Regions from separate parts of the Rattus norvegicus genome. Here region 1 is linked to region 2. Evidence: chromatin contacts called from public Hi-C data. All regions are on one chromosome and are shown on one strand. The core of a region is the stretch at or near the end of the contact, and the rest is flanking DNA. Distances in the headings are between cores, read along the strand shown.

Region 1 (4,738 bases), core at 1,038-3,537, 53 kb after region 2:
AGGTTACCTTTAGAGTATCTTTTTAAACCACAGTACTATTAAATTTCTGTAGTTATCAATGTCAAAAGTCTGGGTCCTTACCTTCTCCCAATACTTCCTGAGCGTCCCCACCATCAACTTGCCAGCCTCTCTAATTCCCACACTCACTTTGTTAGGGCTACTGACCCTGTATACTGTAACTGTTTATCTGTTACTGGTTTATCCTCTCTCTGGATTCACTCAAATGGTTACGTTTATAACTAGACACACTTATGGTTAAATTTCAATGACAGTGCTTTGGTTTCAATATCACAACTTCTCATTAGTTATTTCAACCTTTTTGCCATTAACCAGACCGACCCTTACTATGTTGCCAGGCTGACCTTGAATGCTCTCATTTCAGCCTTTCTGGAAGCTGGATCTCAGGCACACCAATTAAGTCTTTTCGTTGGGGGTCTACGATGAAAAACTTGTCTCCTTTTACTGAAAAACTCCCAGATGGCGTCAGGAAGATCCCAGAGAAGACCCCACATCCTTGAAGAGAAAGGACACGCTGGTGCCTAAGACGTTAGTCCAAGGATAGGCGAGCTCTCACTGAAGCCCAATGCTAGCTCTGCCCTTTGCGTGTGCATGTGTGCAGGAGGTCGGAGGTCAATGTAGACCTTTTTACTCTTCTGTCTTACTTCTGAGACAGGTTCTCTCCCAGACTAGACTGGCTAACCAATGACCTCTGGGGGGATCTCTATGCCCCACACCTGACTTCTGCATTAGGGCTGGAGATACAACTCTGCTCCTCTCGTTTACACAGCGAATACCTCAGGGCTGAGCCATCTCACCACACTCCTAGCTCTACCTTCTTTGCAGTTTCAGGGAGTGCCTTCCTGTTGTCTTTACAAATTAACAATTAGGGCGATTGATTCTTAAATACAACCCTTTTCTCTCCTAAAAACTCTCAGCTTACTCTACCCAGCAATATTGTAGGAGTCTGAAAGAATCCTGACGCCCCCTCCCTAAGAAACTTCCACACACAGACATTTGCTTTAGCGGAGCTCTTCTTGGGTCCTTTATCCTGATATGTCTTTCTTTTTGCTAATTTCAACTAACGCAGAATAAGCCCATTGAATATACAAAAGCATCTGGTGTTTTTCTTTCAAGTCAAAGATACTTTTTCCATTGTACCTCCGATTACTGTTTCTGGTTTGTTTTGGTATCTTCTCAGGAACAATACTTATTTAGATCACAGCACTAATTTAACTTCCCACATGGCCAATTTTCTTCCTCATGGATCCTAGTAGAGTTTAAAATTCTGCAAATGGGGGTTAGGGATTTAGCTCAGTGGTAGAGCGCTTGCCTAGAAAGCGCAAGGCCCTGGGTTCGGTCCCCAGCTCCGAAAAAAAGAAAAAAAAATTCTGCAAATGCATTTAGTAATAGTAGTTTCTTTCTCTTGGCTTATTCATTTCACCTCATAATTCTGTCTCTCAATCAACTGGTTTCCAACTTGGCCAATGGCCTTTTCCATCTTAAAAAGATTGTGTGTGTGTGTGTGTGTGTGTGTGTGTGTGTGTGTGTGTGTGTACACACGTGTACACAGGCATGACTGTGTCAAATGTATGCAGTATCTATGGAAGTCAGAAGAGGGCAGTGGATCCCCTGAAGTCACGGGAAGAGGGTGCTAGGAACCTTGCAAGAGCAGCAAGCACTCTCAACTACTGAGCCAAATCCTTATCCCCACCCCTTTAACATTTAATCCATTTATTTCCCTCCTTCTATTTTATTAAAATCAACAAAAAGGACATTTTATCTAAAATTTTCTTCAAGTTTCTATTGGTTTTTTTCCAGAATCACATTTCAGAACCTGTATCCTCCTCCATTTTATTTTGGCAGCGAGCTGTTTCTATTGTTAATAAACAATGGTTTCCAAGCCCAAGCTTCCCTCATCCACCCCAAACAGAGTGGCTGGCCCTGCTTGTAACACTGCCAAGTTTGTCCGGGTTTGTTTTGTTTTACTTTTCTACCTCTTATGTGTGAGCAGGAGGGCTGTATACACCTAAACCACGCGAGCACTCCACAGGTAGTCCAGCTTCATCCCTCAGACATTTTGTCAGTCTCCTTGGAGAAACCCATCCGTCGCTTCTGGATCCTGATGTCTGTACCTAACTGACCTGGTTTCCACTCCAGGTGGCTGGAAGCTGCTCCAGGGAGAAGACTTCGGCACGGAGGCAGCAGCCCTAGTACGTCTGAGCATATGGAGCCCACATGTGTCCAATGGCCTCCCAGGCCAGCGGCTCCTGACACCAATTAGTGCAGGAACAAACCCACCCCTGGCTGTCTGCAGTCACTTGGGATCCATCATCCAGCCCTTCCTACTTCCCAAATTAGCAGGGCCCATATCTCGGTTTACATTGTTTCACGCAGCGCCGAACCCTTAGGAAACAGTAAATGAGTCAGGCCCTGATATTTCTTCACCCGATCCCACCTAGGATGAGTCAGCTTTTCACTCTTCTCCCTCTCAGTCACTTCTATCAGAAGCTGCTGATTCAAGAGGAAGGAAGACTGGAAGTCAGGGAATTCTAGCACCTATTCACTTACCCCACCCCGCCCCCAACAAATTGCGAATGATCATTTTTTAAAGTATTCTTCCATCTTCTCAAGTCTCTTTCTTTTGGAGTCAGCTATACTTTCTAAAAATATTTTGAATTAAATCCCTCTCATGCTGCTGGGTTTTTCCACCCATCTGGATATCCTTGCTGTCTGCACACATTTAAAAGTGAGATAGAGTTAGCTTTGAGGCATCTTTCAGCGTTGTAGGCAAGTGTCTTCCCTCAGTCGATTTCCTCTTAAGGTTTGCATTTTGAGTGAGAACGTGCATTAACTTTGGGGTTCATAAACAAAGCCTAGACACTACCTTCCATCATGGTGAAAGGTCAGATAAAGGCTGACGGGCTCAGAAGCCCTCAGAAGGCAAAAATAAAAATAAGCAACTTTATTTGGGTTCTCAGGATATATCCAGAAGCCCCAATTTCCCTCTAAACAGAGAATTTAATTTTTGTAGAGAAACGTTTGCCTGAGAATAAATATCTATCAACTATGCCCTTACTAAAGAGGAAAGGGAACAAACAGAGGGAAGAGTGTGGGGAACATTCTGGAACAATGGCTTCCAGATGGCCTTTTGAATCCAGTGTGTGTGTGAAACAATTCCCACACTTGCTGCCCTTGCACAAGCATAGCCTTGTAAAGGGGCTGCCAAGAGCCCTTCCTGCTTCTTCTAAATCCCCATTCTCACACCACATCATGGAGCACAGCTTTCCATCCCAACACTCTGGAGGCAGAGGCAGAAGTATCAATTCAAAGCCCATCTTGGCTACAAAAGAACTATCTCAAAAAATAACCCCTATTTTGTTTGATCTGTTGGTAAGTTTCCAATTTCTTGTTCCTTCTAACAGCTTATTTCTCCCCCTCTACAGAAGGGGTCTCCACTTAACATGATGAATCCATCCACCATGTGTATCAGAGGGCCGCAGTGCCACGTACCTTTAATCCCTGGAGGTAGAGGCAGGAGACTCTATGTGAGTCTAGCTAATTTATAAAATGATACCCTGTTTCAAAGAGATGCTTGATATAGATAGATAGATAGATAGATAGATAGATAGATAGATAGATAGATAGATATAGTGAGATGATTACCATTTAAGCCAATTGTCATGGCCAAATCAGTGACCGAACGTGATAAAGGCTAAGACTGGTGAGTTTCAAGTATTCAGTGCAATATTAACCAGTCACCATGTATGCAATGGCTACCAGAAGTTACTTAGAATGCCACCATCTCCCTACTTGCCCCTCCATCACCTTTTCCTAGTCTTTCTTTCTGTGAGCTGTCTGTAACCTTGCTATCTGTCAGGGCTTCAGGGTGAACAGGGGATGAAGGTCTGGCATCCAGTGTCCTCTGCTGTGGGCATGGTGGAGTCCCGCAGAAGTACATCTTCCACAGTTCTGTTAACGATTTATCTCAGGCCCTTGTATCTATGCACTGGCCTTCAGAGTAAACCACCTTCCAGACAGCACGCTTCTGCCTCACGTGCTGCTGCCTGCGGACACTGAAAGCCACTGCTCCACGTGTAGGGATACCTACCTGAAATGCAACTGCATCTCTTCCTGTGTGGGCGGGGCAGGGTGTGTTCCCATGTGCACTGGGCTTCCCTGTCACTCTTCACCCTATTGAGTGTATGGCTGGGGTGGGGAGGGGCACCATGGCCTGTCTGTGGAAGTCAGAAGACAGCTGTCAGGGATTGGCCCTCACCTCCCACTTGCTGCGGCAGGCTCTCCCCCGTTTCTGCAGTCGGCTGGATGGAGAACGTCTGCACAGCTCTCCTGGCTCTGCCTCCCACCTCACAGGGCAGTGCTGGATTAAGGGCGCTTGCTGGCTACCACACCAGCTTTCTTACATGAGCTCCAGAAACTGAACTCAGGTTCTCAGGCTTAGGCACCAGGCACTTCTACCCACTAAGCCATGCGTCAGCCCTTGCCTCATTCTTTGGTACAAACTGATGAACCTAGAGCTTGCCTTTTCACTAGGCTGGCTAGACAACAAGTTCCCAGGACTTCTCCACCTCTCTCCAGCCCCTAGTCCTGGAGATGCAGACGCCTGTCCAGCTTTAATTTAGGTTCTGGGGATCAAATTCAAAGCATCCTGTTCGTACAGCAAGCACTTTAACAACTCAAACCAATCCGCTCCCCTCACAGGAGATGCTGGGGGCTGGGT
Region 2 (4,251 bases), core at 734-3,233:
TGAAAACCTTGTTTTTCTATTTTATGTATTCGACTGCTTGGCCTGCATGCATGCCTGTGTACTGCGTGCAAGCCTAGCACCTGTAGACGCCAGCAGGTGGAGTCCCGGAAGGTTTAAGCTGCCATGTGAGTGCTGGGAATCAGCCTTGGTCCTCGGGAAGAGCAGCTGAGTCATCTCTCCAGCAGCCCTTCCCCGCCTTTTAACAAGAATTTGGAACTTACTAAAATTTAACTTCTATTTACTTATGTGTGTGAGCCCATGCACTGGCCATAATCTGAGGACAACTTGCCACGGACTGGATCCTCCTACAATGGTGTCCTGGGGATGGACCTCAGGTGGAGGTCAAAGGACAGCCCTCAGTCTCTCTTCCCCCCTGGACCCTGGGGGTGGATCTCAGGTCTTCAGGCTTGTGGGGCTGTGCTGTTTTCTGATCTTCCCACTCTGCCCCAATGCCCCAACTCAACCCTTCTACTCTGCTATCTTACCCGAAAGACCTGCTTTACAGCACGGCACTGCGGTACAAATGAGCTCATGACACCGACCTGGGCAAGCTGACATGAATGGAAGCAAGTAGGGATGCCTTCTACGCCTTCCTCTTTCTTTCTACTTTGAAGTCCATGCGGTGACCAGTACCACAGCATCCCTCATATGAGGGAAAGACTGAGATAAGCATCTTGCTCCTGTCACTCGGAAGACACTTATTGCCATAGCAACTATATGAGAAAATAAACTCCATTGTGTATCCAATTTGGGGGGTGGGGGGTTCTGTTACCTGAAGCCAAAAACATGTTAACTGGCAACACTACCCCAATCTTACACCAGCCAAACACATGCCCGCTTGAAGAACTCGTAAAACGCAGCTGGCAGGTTTGAGAATGGGTCAGCGGCACGACACCATCTCACAAGACTTCCAGGACCCACCACGATAGCAAAGCTTCACCTCTCGCACAACTTGAGAGCTGGCTTATACGAAGCTACCTCATACCAGGGCTGGGGAGAGCACACGGAATTCTGCTATCCATGTGCCAAGAGGCGTTTCTACAAATTCAGAGAGGCTTTTCCAGCTGAGACTCCCAGGCCTCAGCCTGCTATGGCTTCCTCACACACCCACAGTCCATCTGGCAGCCGTATTTAGCATTTCCAAAGACTTCAGACAGCAACAGACAACCAGTAAGGGGAAGGATAAAGATACAAGATGGAAGCTGCAACTAGGTGGAAAGAAGACACTGAGGAGAGCCTCACAGACCTGGGACCCAGCAAAAGACAGCACACGAAAGAGCACACGAGTGAACACATGCGATCGTTGTGTGCACGGTGCAGACGCGGATGCACGCGTTTCGTGCTCGTGCACAAAGGTCCCCACACTGCTGCCATGCCTTCCCTGACTCTTCTCCATCTTTAATTGATTGAGGCAGGACTCCCACTGAGCTTAGAGCTACCAAGTCCAGTCCGTCTATTTAGCTACTGACTCAAGGCTCCCCTGTCTCTGCCTCTCAAGTGTGGGGCCACTACGCCCACTCCGGTTTTATGTGGGTTTGGACGATCAGCCTCTGGTCCCCAAGCTTGCACAGCAAGCTCCATATCCAGTGAAGCCATCTCTCCATCCCTAGGCAGGGATATTTTCATTCTGCTTACGCAAAGTTTAAAAAGAGAAAACCTAATTTTGGTGACAGTATGGGATACCCGGGGGAATGGATTTGAGAAAGAGTGGCCCCAGAAAGGTGGCCTACAATGTTCTGCAAGTACAGTTTGTTCTGGGTTGAGGGTTTTGTTTCTTAATTTGTCAGGAGGCTTCAAGACTTACATTTAAAATTTGTGGGCCATTTAAATCTGACAGTCCTACGTTAACTCTTGTGTGTTTCTGGTAAGAATGTGAAAGAGCATGTCACCTGGGTGCTCCTGTAAAGTCACACACACTCTGCACACTCCGCTGTGGCCATGGGAGCACACCTGTGCTGGAGTACGGGCTAAAACCCACCCCCACTGCTGCTGTGTGACGCGTTCTCCAGCCATCCAGGTGAGGAGAATTAGGAGTGCTTAGAGATGGTAAGCCAGCGGCCAGCAAGACACAGGGCAGGGATACCCTTGGAGCTGGCAAGAGAGGGGCAATAACACAGGACGTTAAGACAGGAGTTGACTGTCTAACACCTCAGCATCAAAGGTCAACACTCCAGCATTATAGAGCCCTTGCTAAGAATACTAGGATTCATGAGACCAACTGTAAATATAAACTGGTAAGTCTTGCTACTTGAAATCTGCCAAGGGCAGGGAGAAAGGCATCTGAAAGCACTTGGGATTTTGGAACAAAAGGCTCATGGAAGTAGAGTCTAAAGTGGGTCTGATCCGGGCCTGGTTTCTGGAAACTGCTTTCACTCACACTATGATAGCAGAGGTTGAGCTCAGACCGCTCGATGACCCCTAGGCAGACACAGATAGTCCCAGGACCCTTACGAGGTTCTTCTATCTTTGCCCTCTGGCTTTTTCTCCCCTCCTACCTGCCCTGGGCTTCCAGGGTCTGTAGTCTCAAGGCTGAGTGCCAGACCCTGGAACCCCTGGTCTCTGCCCCGAGCCTCCATCCTCCCAAAGAACTAGGTCACTGTAACAGCTGACCTTGACTGTCAACCGGCCAGCACTTAGAAATTACTTAGGAGAAAAGCTTGTCTATGCGGGAGTGTCAGAGACTTTAAACTGAGACGGGAAGGCCCCCCTCCCCCTTGAATGTGGAGCACCCCTTCCATAGGCTGGCTGCCTCGGTTGAATAAAAAGGAGAAGGCTAGCTGAGTGCCAGCATTCGTGTCTCATGACTGTGGATGCCGTGCGAGCTTTGGCCACCATGCCTTCCCATGATGGACCTGTGAGCCCACGTGACCCTTCCTTCCTGAGATCTATTCTGTCAGGCACTTTGTCAGAGCAGCAAGAAAAGGAATCAATACAACTGTTTGGGGAGACGTAAGGAAGTCAGAACAAGATCGTTTCTGGCTTACGTCACAGAAGAGACAAAAGGAGGACAAAGGGTTCCCTCTGCAAGAGACACAAACCCTAATCATGGGAAACGGAGCTGCAGGGGAGTTCAGGGCAGAGGCCTACGATGGTTAATCTTGTCAGTGTGACTGGACTGAGACACTTCTAGGATATGGTGAGACACACTGAAGGATATGGGTGCCTGTGTGTTTCCAGACATCATTAGACTAGACTAGTTGTTTGAGGGTTCTGACCTCATTAATGTTAAGATTCTTCAAGGTGGACAGGGTGAGGGTAGCAGAGCTGTGGAAGACAGACTGGTTAGAGGAAGTGCGCTGATGGAGGCGTGCCTTTGAAGAGTCTATCTGGCCCCTTCCTGCTGCTTTTCTCTGCTTCCTATCTCCATGAGAAAAGGGCCTCTGCCACACCTCCTACCACATAATGTTCTGCCTTCTCTCAGGCCCAAAGTATCCAGATGACTGTGGCTGAAACTCTAAAACCAGGGGCCTAATATAATCTTTTTCCTTTAGATTCTGCTCCATGGTGAAATGTCTGATGCAGACAAAACACATGTGGAGTCAAAAGCCAGAGACCAAGCAAGTAGGTGTAAGAAAGGCTCCACCAGGAAGAGACACAGGAAGGAAGCAGAGGACACCAGAGCAGGCCTGCTTTGAGCTCATGATGAATGTTTTTAAAAGGGCATTTAAGCCAGGTGTGCTGGCACAGACCTGCAATCCTGGCACTTCAGAGGCTAAGTTAGGACGATCCCGAGTTCTAGGCCAGCCTGGACTACACAGTGAGAGGGAAGATGCACAGAGGCTGAAGGCTATGTTCACAGCTAAGGAGCACCCGCTGTCAATCACCTGCAGGTAGGAGAGAGGCCTGGACAGACTCTCCGTCCAAGTTTGAAAGGCATTCTGCTTGGACCTTCAGCTTGGACTCCGTGTCCCGCATGAGGATATATTTCTGTTTTAAGTCATCTAGTTTGTGGTCATTTGTTACAGAATGTATAGGGTACAACACATTAAACAATTACTTATAAAAGAAATCAAATGTTTCACTAATAAAAAAAAATTTTTGAGACAGAGTTTCACTGTGTAGCCCTGGCTTGTCTGGAACTCACTTTGTGGCCCAGGATAGCCCTGAAGTGAGTGATCTGTCTGTATCTGCCCCTTGCCTCTGCCTCCTGAGTACTGGGATAAAGGCCTGTGCTAACACACTCAACAGAAAAGTTAATATTAAAAGAAGTCAACAGCAGAAATGGAAGCGCACACTAAGCCTTTCGCCTCT

What was found. A called contact is a pair of places that touch in the nucleus more often than the background predicts.
Region 1: a contact with region 2 is called in a Hi-C map of frontal cortex, with 1.8 times the contacts expected there. The contact joins two enhancer-like sites. A contact is called at or near these places in 3 of 12 Hi-C or Micro-C datasets (the Rat2 cell line, frontal cortex and hepatocytes).

The regions. Positions count from the first base shown.
Region 1 is chr12:16,024,689-16,029,426 of GRCr8, forward strand. All of the region lies in intron 1 of Cyth3 (cytohesin 3), which reads right to left. Among named protein-coding and RNA genes, the nearest start is that of Cyth3, 20 kb to the right of the region's middle. Within about 2 kb of position 2,288, at least 16 of the 93 cell types and tissues checked have an H3K27ac peak or open chromatin away from gene starts, as enhancers often do.
Region 2 is chr12:15,972,473-15,976,723 of GRCr8, forward strand. All of the region lies in intron 4 of Cyth3 (cytohesin 3), which reads right to left. Among named protein-coding and RNA genes, the nearest start is that of Usp42, 39 kb to the left of the region's middle. Within about 2 kb of position 1,984, at least 14 of the 93 cell types and tissues checked have an H3K27ac peak or open chromatin away from gene starts, as enhancers often do.